2 separate regions of the Danio rerio genome follow, and region 1 is linked to region 2. Evidence: chromatin contacts called from public Micro-C data. All regions are on one chromosome and are shown on one strand. Each heading gives the region's core, a stretch centred on a gene start, on an enhancer-like site or on the middle of the called end of the contact. The rest is flanking DNA. Distances are from core to core; before and after follow the strand shown.

The links. Hi-C and Micro-C count contacts between places; a contact is called where the count stands out from the background.
Region 1: a contact with region 2 is called in a Micro-C map of caudal fin, with 5 times the contacts expected there. The contact joins the promoter of rsu1 here to the promoter of steap2 in region 2. A contact is called at or near these places in 4 of 18 Hi-C or Micro-C datasets (caudal fin, embryo, hematopoietic stem cells and 1 more) and 2 of 4 datasets of contacts at active chromatin or transcription factors (caudal fin and embryo).

Annotation. Positions count from the first base shown.
Region 1 is chr24:36,185,253-36,188,522 of GRCz12tu, forward strand. It overlaps rsu1 (Ras suppressor protein 1), which reads right to left and starts at 1,725. Exons shown (of 9, transcript XM_021470373.3): 1 at 1,568-1,725. The coding sequence starts at 1,585.
Region 2 is chr24:35,999,803-36,002,769 of GRCz12tu, forward strand. It overlaps steap2 (STEAP family member 2, metalloreductase), which reads right to left and starts at 1,432. Exons shown (of 4, transcript XM_073940973.1): 1 at 1,348-1,432. It overlaps LOC100535932, which reads left to right. Exons shown (of 8, transcript XM_003201325.7): 2 at 1,992-2,055. The coding sequence starts at 2,030.

The sequences.
Region 1 (3,270 bases), core at 475-2,974, 190 kb after region 2:
TGTGTCACGACTGCAATGAAATTTATTTAAAATTAAAATTCCTCTCGAAGCGACCAAATTGCTAAAATTTTTTCTTTACTCAAAAATATATTAAATGTATTTTTTCAACATAGGCCAAACTTATGTGGCCCACATATCAATTTGTGACATCTGGGCCAAATACTACATTTGATATCTTGCCCAAGTCTTGTGTGCTGCCCTAAAGACGTTGTTACCTCTGCGAAACCCGGGCCACTGTATCCCAGAGCCAAACAAAAGCCTGCTGTGCCAGTTTTATGACAAATCTTTGCCGCAATTCTTTGCTACATGAGTAAGTTTGATACCACCACAAATAACTATCATGAATAAATGTAAAAAATAAATAAATAAATAAATAAAATTAAAAAAACAAGGAAATATTTGATATATTACATAAAATATCAAGGCACTTGGCAATGGGGTAGCGCTGTCGCCTTACAGCATTGTTGCGTGCATTTCCTTCATACCCACAAATCCAAAGATATGCACTATAGGTGAGTTGGATAAGCTAAATTGTCCGTAGTGTATGTGTGTGATTGAGGGTGTATGGGTGTTTCCCAGTGATGTGTTGCAACAGGAAGGGGTTCCGCTGCATAAAACATATGCTGGATAAGTTGACGGTTCATTCCGCTGAGGTGACCCCTGATTAATAAAGGGACTAAGCCGAAAAGAAAATGAATGAATCATGGCACTTAGATGTATTTGCCATTGAACTCGATAATAAAAATCCAAAGACTCTCATCAAAAGACTGTTTAACGTGACCTCTTGAGAACTTTTTTTGTTGAGCCTTTTCTGAAGTTATGTTCTGCTTAATATCAAGCATTTTTCAGCATTCTTAACTCTTCATCTTAGATTTAGCCTGTTTTATCTTTCTTTTCTCTCCAGATGAATCTCACACTGCCTATATAATATTCAGGTCTGGACACTGTCGGGGCCATTTCGTGACTGTCTTTGTTTCTTTAGCTGTTTATCTCTTCAAATATAAAGTCATTACTTTGGCAGTGTGTTTGGGATCATCATGCCGAAATATAAAACTATTACACATTAGATGTCTTCTAGTAGGAATTGCATGACGAATTAAAACCTGTCTGTACCTCTCAGCATTCACAACCCCATCAATTCAGGCGATACTGACAACAGAATTGCAGAAATGCAGATCAAACCAAGACAGAAACTCCAGTATAGTTCATTCATTCTTTCATCTTTCTCTAACTCTTTTTTTCATATGTCAAACAATTATACCCAGGAATAAAAACTAGAACCTGTATTTTCTGGTTGTATTTTAATAAAGAAAATAAGAATTAATATATAATGGGTTGTCATTATAGCCCCACTAAAACAACAAATGTACCTGGCGGCCTAAGACTATTGCACACTAAACTGTAGTTAAATAAACCAGAAATATACTCAATTTCTTTAAAAACCATTCAAAATACATGAGAGAAAATGTACTTATCCATCTTGTTCACTGATCATCTGATTGAATATAACATTACTGAATCCAGCAGGTGTCTTATTGCCTCCCCCAGATCCCCAGCTATCACGCACCTTGCAAGGGAGACACATTATTCAGACGTCTACAGAAGCTGGAAGAGCAATAAAAGTCTTCTTCGTCTCCTTCTGCAGGACATGAGCAATGCTTGGGTTCCTATCGCCCTGCACAGTATCCTGGTCCTCCTTTCGCCTGTTGCTCTCGCTCTGTGTCTGTTTTCTGCAGGGCTGATCATTTCTTCGGGGGTCTGAAAAACAGTGGCTCTATTTATAGGCTTGATTATATTTGGTGAGTGGCAACAGATGCTTCAGCATGGGTGAACTTTGCTTTGCAGAGCGAGAGTTCTGGATTCCTGGGCCAAGGCTTTGTTTATGTTGTAAAATCTTTAACTAACACTCTGGAGCATGTGCCAGCGGAGAGCGGAAACCTTCGGACATGGCATGAGGGTATCGGGAGGTGTGTGTTTTATTCGAATCCACACATAAAGAGCTATGAGCACTTGCACTTGATCAAAGCAGGAATGAAGGTATGTGTGGAGGTTGTGCGTGATTTATGAGGTGCTCTCGAGTTATGTGCCTGAAGAACTCACTGTACCACCAGCACTGCAGACCACCAGCGTATTATTGAATATGAGCCGTTTGTCTGGATTAGATGTGGATGTTGTGTTTTTATTGCTGTATATTAACATTATTCTTTACTGATGTATGATGTACAGTGCCTCAAGAAGGTATTCATAGCGCTTCACTTTTTCCACATTTGTTTATGTTACAGCTTTAATCCAAAATGGATTAAATTAATTTATTTCCTCAACATTTTAGACACAATACCCCATAATGACAATGTGAAAAAGGAGTTTTTAAAACTGTTGCAAATTTATTAAAAATAAAAAAAGCTGAAAAATCACATGTAAAGAAGCAGGGCTTAACATTAACTTTGTTGATCACTAGCCACTGTGGCTGCTAGTAGATTTCCAACATTACTAGCCACTTGCCATTTTCACTAGCCACAATTTTTTTGCTTGGAATATATTTTATTATAATAAATGTGACTTTGACATGCTAAAATGACTTGATATAGATATTGTGTTGTCCATATGTGTGGACGTGATGCACTATGAATACTTTCTGGATTGTTAGAATTTTGAATGATGTAATTTATAATTAAGCACAATAAATGAAAACATTGGTTATTCTATCACAGGGGTGCCCAAACTTTTACTTATGAAGGGCCAAAAATCAAATATTGAGAGCCTTGGGCTGAAAGTTAAAGTTTCTATAGGTAATTTCCTAATTTATTTTAAAGCACGGTCGCCTCACAGCAAGAAGGTTGCTGGTTCGAGCCCCGGCTGAGAGAGTTGGCATTTCTGAGTGGAATTTGCATGTTCTCCCCGTGTTGGTGTGGGTTTTCTCCGGGTTCCCCAACAATCCAATGACATGCGCTAGAGGTGAATTGAATAAGCTAAATTTGCCATAGTGTATGTGTGAGAATGTGAGAGTGTGTGGGTGTTCCCAGTGTTGAGTTGCGGCTGGAAGGGCATCCGCAGCGTAAAACAAATGCTGGATAAGTTGGCGGTTCATTCTGCTGTGGCGGCCCCTGAATAATAAAGGGACTAGGTCAAAAAGAAAATGAATGAAGGAATGTTAAAAAATAAATATTAAACTACATGAAATAAATGAATGAAAATTATTTAAATAAAAACATGACTTTAAATCATATAAATTAATGCCTTCGCGTGGGTTTCCTCCGGGTGCTCCGGTTT
Region 2 (2,967 bases), core at 182-2,681:
CAAATACAACAGTATTTAAAATATATATTTACAAATGTACTTCAAATGTACAGTATTGTAAAAATAAAGGAAATTACAAAAACATGTTGGCACAATGACCAAAGCATTTGAAACTATTGAAAGTAAAATTAAGTAGAAAATGTTAATTGAATACGAATAGATTATAATACATAAATATTACAATACAAATTATTCATATATATAATTTTAATAAATTATAAGCAAATTATAAGCAAAACAAAAAATACTATTACTTAAAATATAAGCTGCAAATTTTTTTTTGCTGTTTTATTTTTTATTATTTTGTAGTCAAGTCATTATGTGTGGGCAAGGGTGGATTTAGTAATTTGTGAACCCTAAGCAATTCTGGCCGTGGGGCCTAAAATGCACATTTTGTACTTTAATTTATTTTTAATTGATTTATTTTGCTGTTTTTTTTTTAATCACTCAATCTCTTTTTCTACATTATTTTGCATCTTAATGTAACAACATGTAAAGCATCTTGTAAAACGTTATTTGTATTAAAATGAACAGTTAAAAATGATATATTAACTATTACGTTTTTAAAACTAAATCTTTACCTGATTTGACAGCTGAATTCCTCCGTGGGTGAGGCTGGAAACACATTTGCGCAGGTGTAATGAACGTTAAACTTGTATATAACGTTAGCCTATTTAGATCCTCATCATACAAAATATGATAGAAAATGATGAATTTTATTGGTATAATTTATACTTCTAGGTATTTATGTGGGGGCCCTCAGATTTTCTTGGGCCCTAAGCAACAGCTTACCTTGCTGATTAAATCAACGTGTTTGTAGGAACAATGATAACTAAAAAAAACTGCCAAGTTAAACATCTGGATGAATTACTGTATGACATCTGACTGGGAAATGTGCCTGTTCGGCATACAAACCAAATGTGTAATTCAGTTCAATAGTTTTTAAATTATCATTTGCGTATCTTCATTATAAAGTAGTTAGCCTAAATGTTCGATCCACAGGTTGATCCATGATGAAGTGTCTCCAAATTAAAACTCATTAAAAAATTATAAAACTATTCCTGTCAAGAATCAAATTCGGCATCCTTCTTCAACACTAACATGCTTGGAAACCTGAAACATGCGACGTGACTTGCCAAAAATGATTGTATGCTAATATGAAAACAACAGAACATAAATCATCCTTTATTCATCATAACACCAGAAAGAGCATCCATGTATTTATATCACAGCATAGACAGGCTGATCTGTAAATCACGCGTTATGAAGGTAAAATAAAGCATGACGCATCCGACTGATATGCAACGTAATTGCGAAAAAAACGTTTCAAGGTTATAATAACGGTACCTGTAATGGAATCTGCGGCGGCACCATCAAGCAAACCGATCAGATGTCCCTCATCGGTGACGGTTCCCCCGCCCTCCGTCCGTTTGATTTGCACTGACCCACGTAAAAGTGGTATATACGGAGAATCTCCTTTACTAACCGGCGACTGTTTTAGCAATTTATTTCCTCTAGGGGGCGCGAGGAGGCTCAAAAAGATTAATTCTACACTGAAATACATGACAATTCCAGGACGATTTTCGATTTATTAAAAATATATGTGGATGTGAGAGTGTAATCGGTTTAATATAACAATTTAAGCTGACTCAAAGCTGAAAAAGACATATTTAATATACTATTTTCCATCGCACTCATTTAATAACCACATAAGAACGTGATTGGTCCATCTAGATGAGCGCTGAGAAAAACAACAGTTAGCATGTGATGTTCTCATGCTCAACATGAGCAGTCTTTTGTTTTTTTTTTTTGCTAAAAAGTAAACAATAAAAACTTAAACAGACATTTTATTAAACGTACACAATTTACAAATAAAATATGTTCGATTTTGACTACTTCCGGACTGCTGTACCGACTCGTTGTGATTTACTATTTATTATAATTGGTCGTTCTTGTTTTTTTTTCTGTTTTCACATGTTGGAGGGATGCAGCTTGTCTCTGATCTGATGTGTGAAGACAGTCCTCTGCAATGGGAAACACCTCTGGGTTGATCTGGTAATTCGGTAGTGTATGCTCAAGCCCCACAACAAAGCCTAATCACCTCATCGTTGTTTCGAGCTCACAAAACAGAAGATGCCAATACAGTAACGCAAAAAGGCAAAGATGCTGATTTAGGAGATGTTAGTACAGGTAATGCTAATTTTCTTAAACACTATATCATATTGGAATACACAACATTTAATTTTCTCATTTAACCCCTTATCTGCCACTCCACATTTTTAGTTCACTCTTTTAGGTAGGCTATATTTATTTTATTGGCAATTGTAGTAAATATGAACACACACACACACACACACACACACACACATATATATATATATATATATATATATATATATATATATATATATATATATATATATATACACACTACCCACTGCGCCACCACATTGCCACTCCTATATCTGCTCATTAATATGTACTTCACTTCAGCTTATTAATTTACCAGCATTTGAATTGTACACCAGAACAACAGACAGAAATTGTCTCTGAAAACTGACAGGACAATAAACATTTAGATGAGCTTGTTTTCTGATTCGAACACAGTCTAAAGCTTTAGTCAGGCCACAATTTGCACATCACAGGTGAACAATAAAAGAGCAATACACTGGGACAAAACCCCTTTAAGCCAAAGCTGATGACATTTTCACGTGAGAGGGATTGAAACAATTCATTAAAATGAAAATCCCTGCTATATGGGCTGCACAGCCGATTAATGAAAAACCTCAAATAATCACACATAACAGCTTCTCTGACTATGAGTGTAGCTAGATGGATGTATTTATTAAGGAGTTAGATAGATGGGTGTTGGATTTATTGATGGATGAATAGATAGATGGACTTATTAAGAAAAAAGATGGAAAGGCGTCACCGTGGCGCAGTAGGTAGCATGATCACCTCACAGCA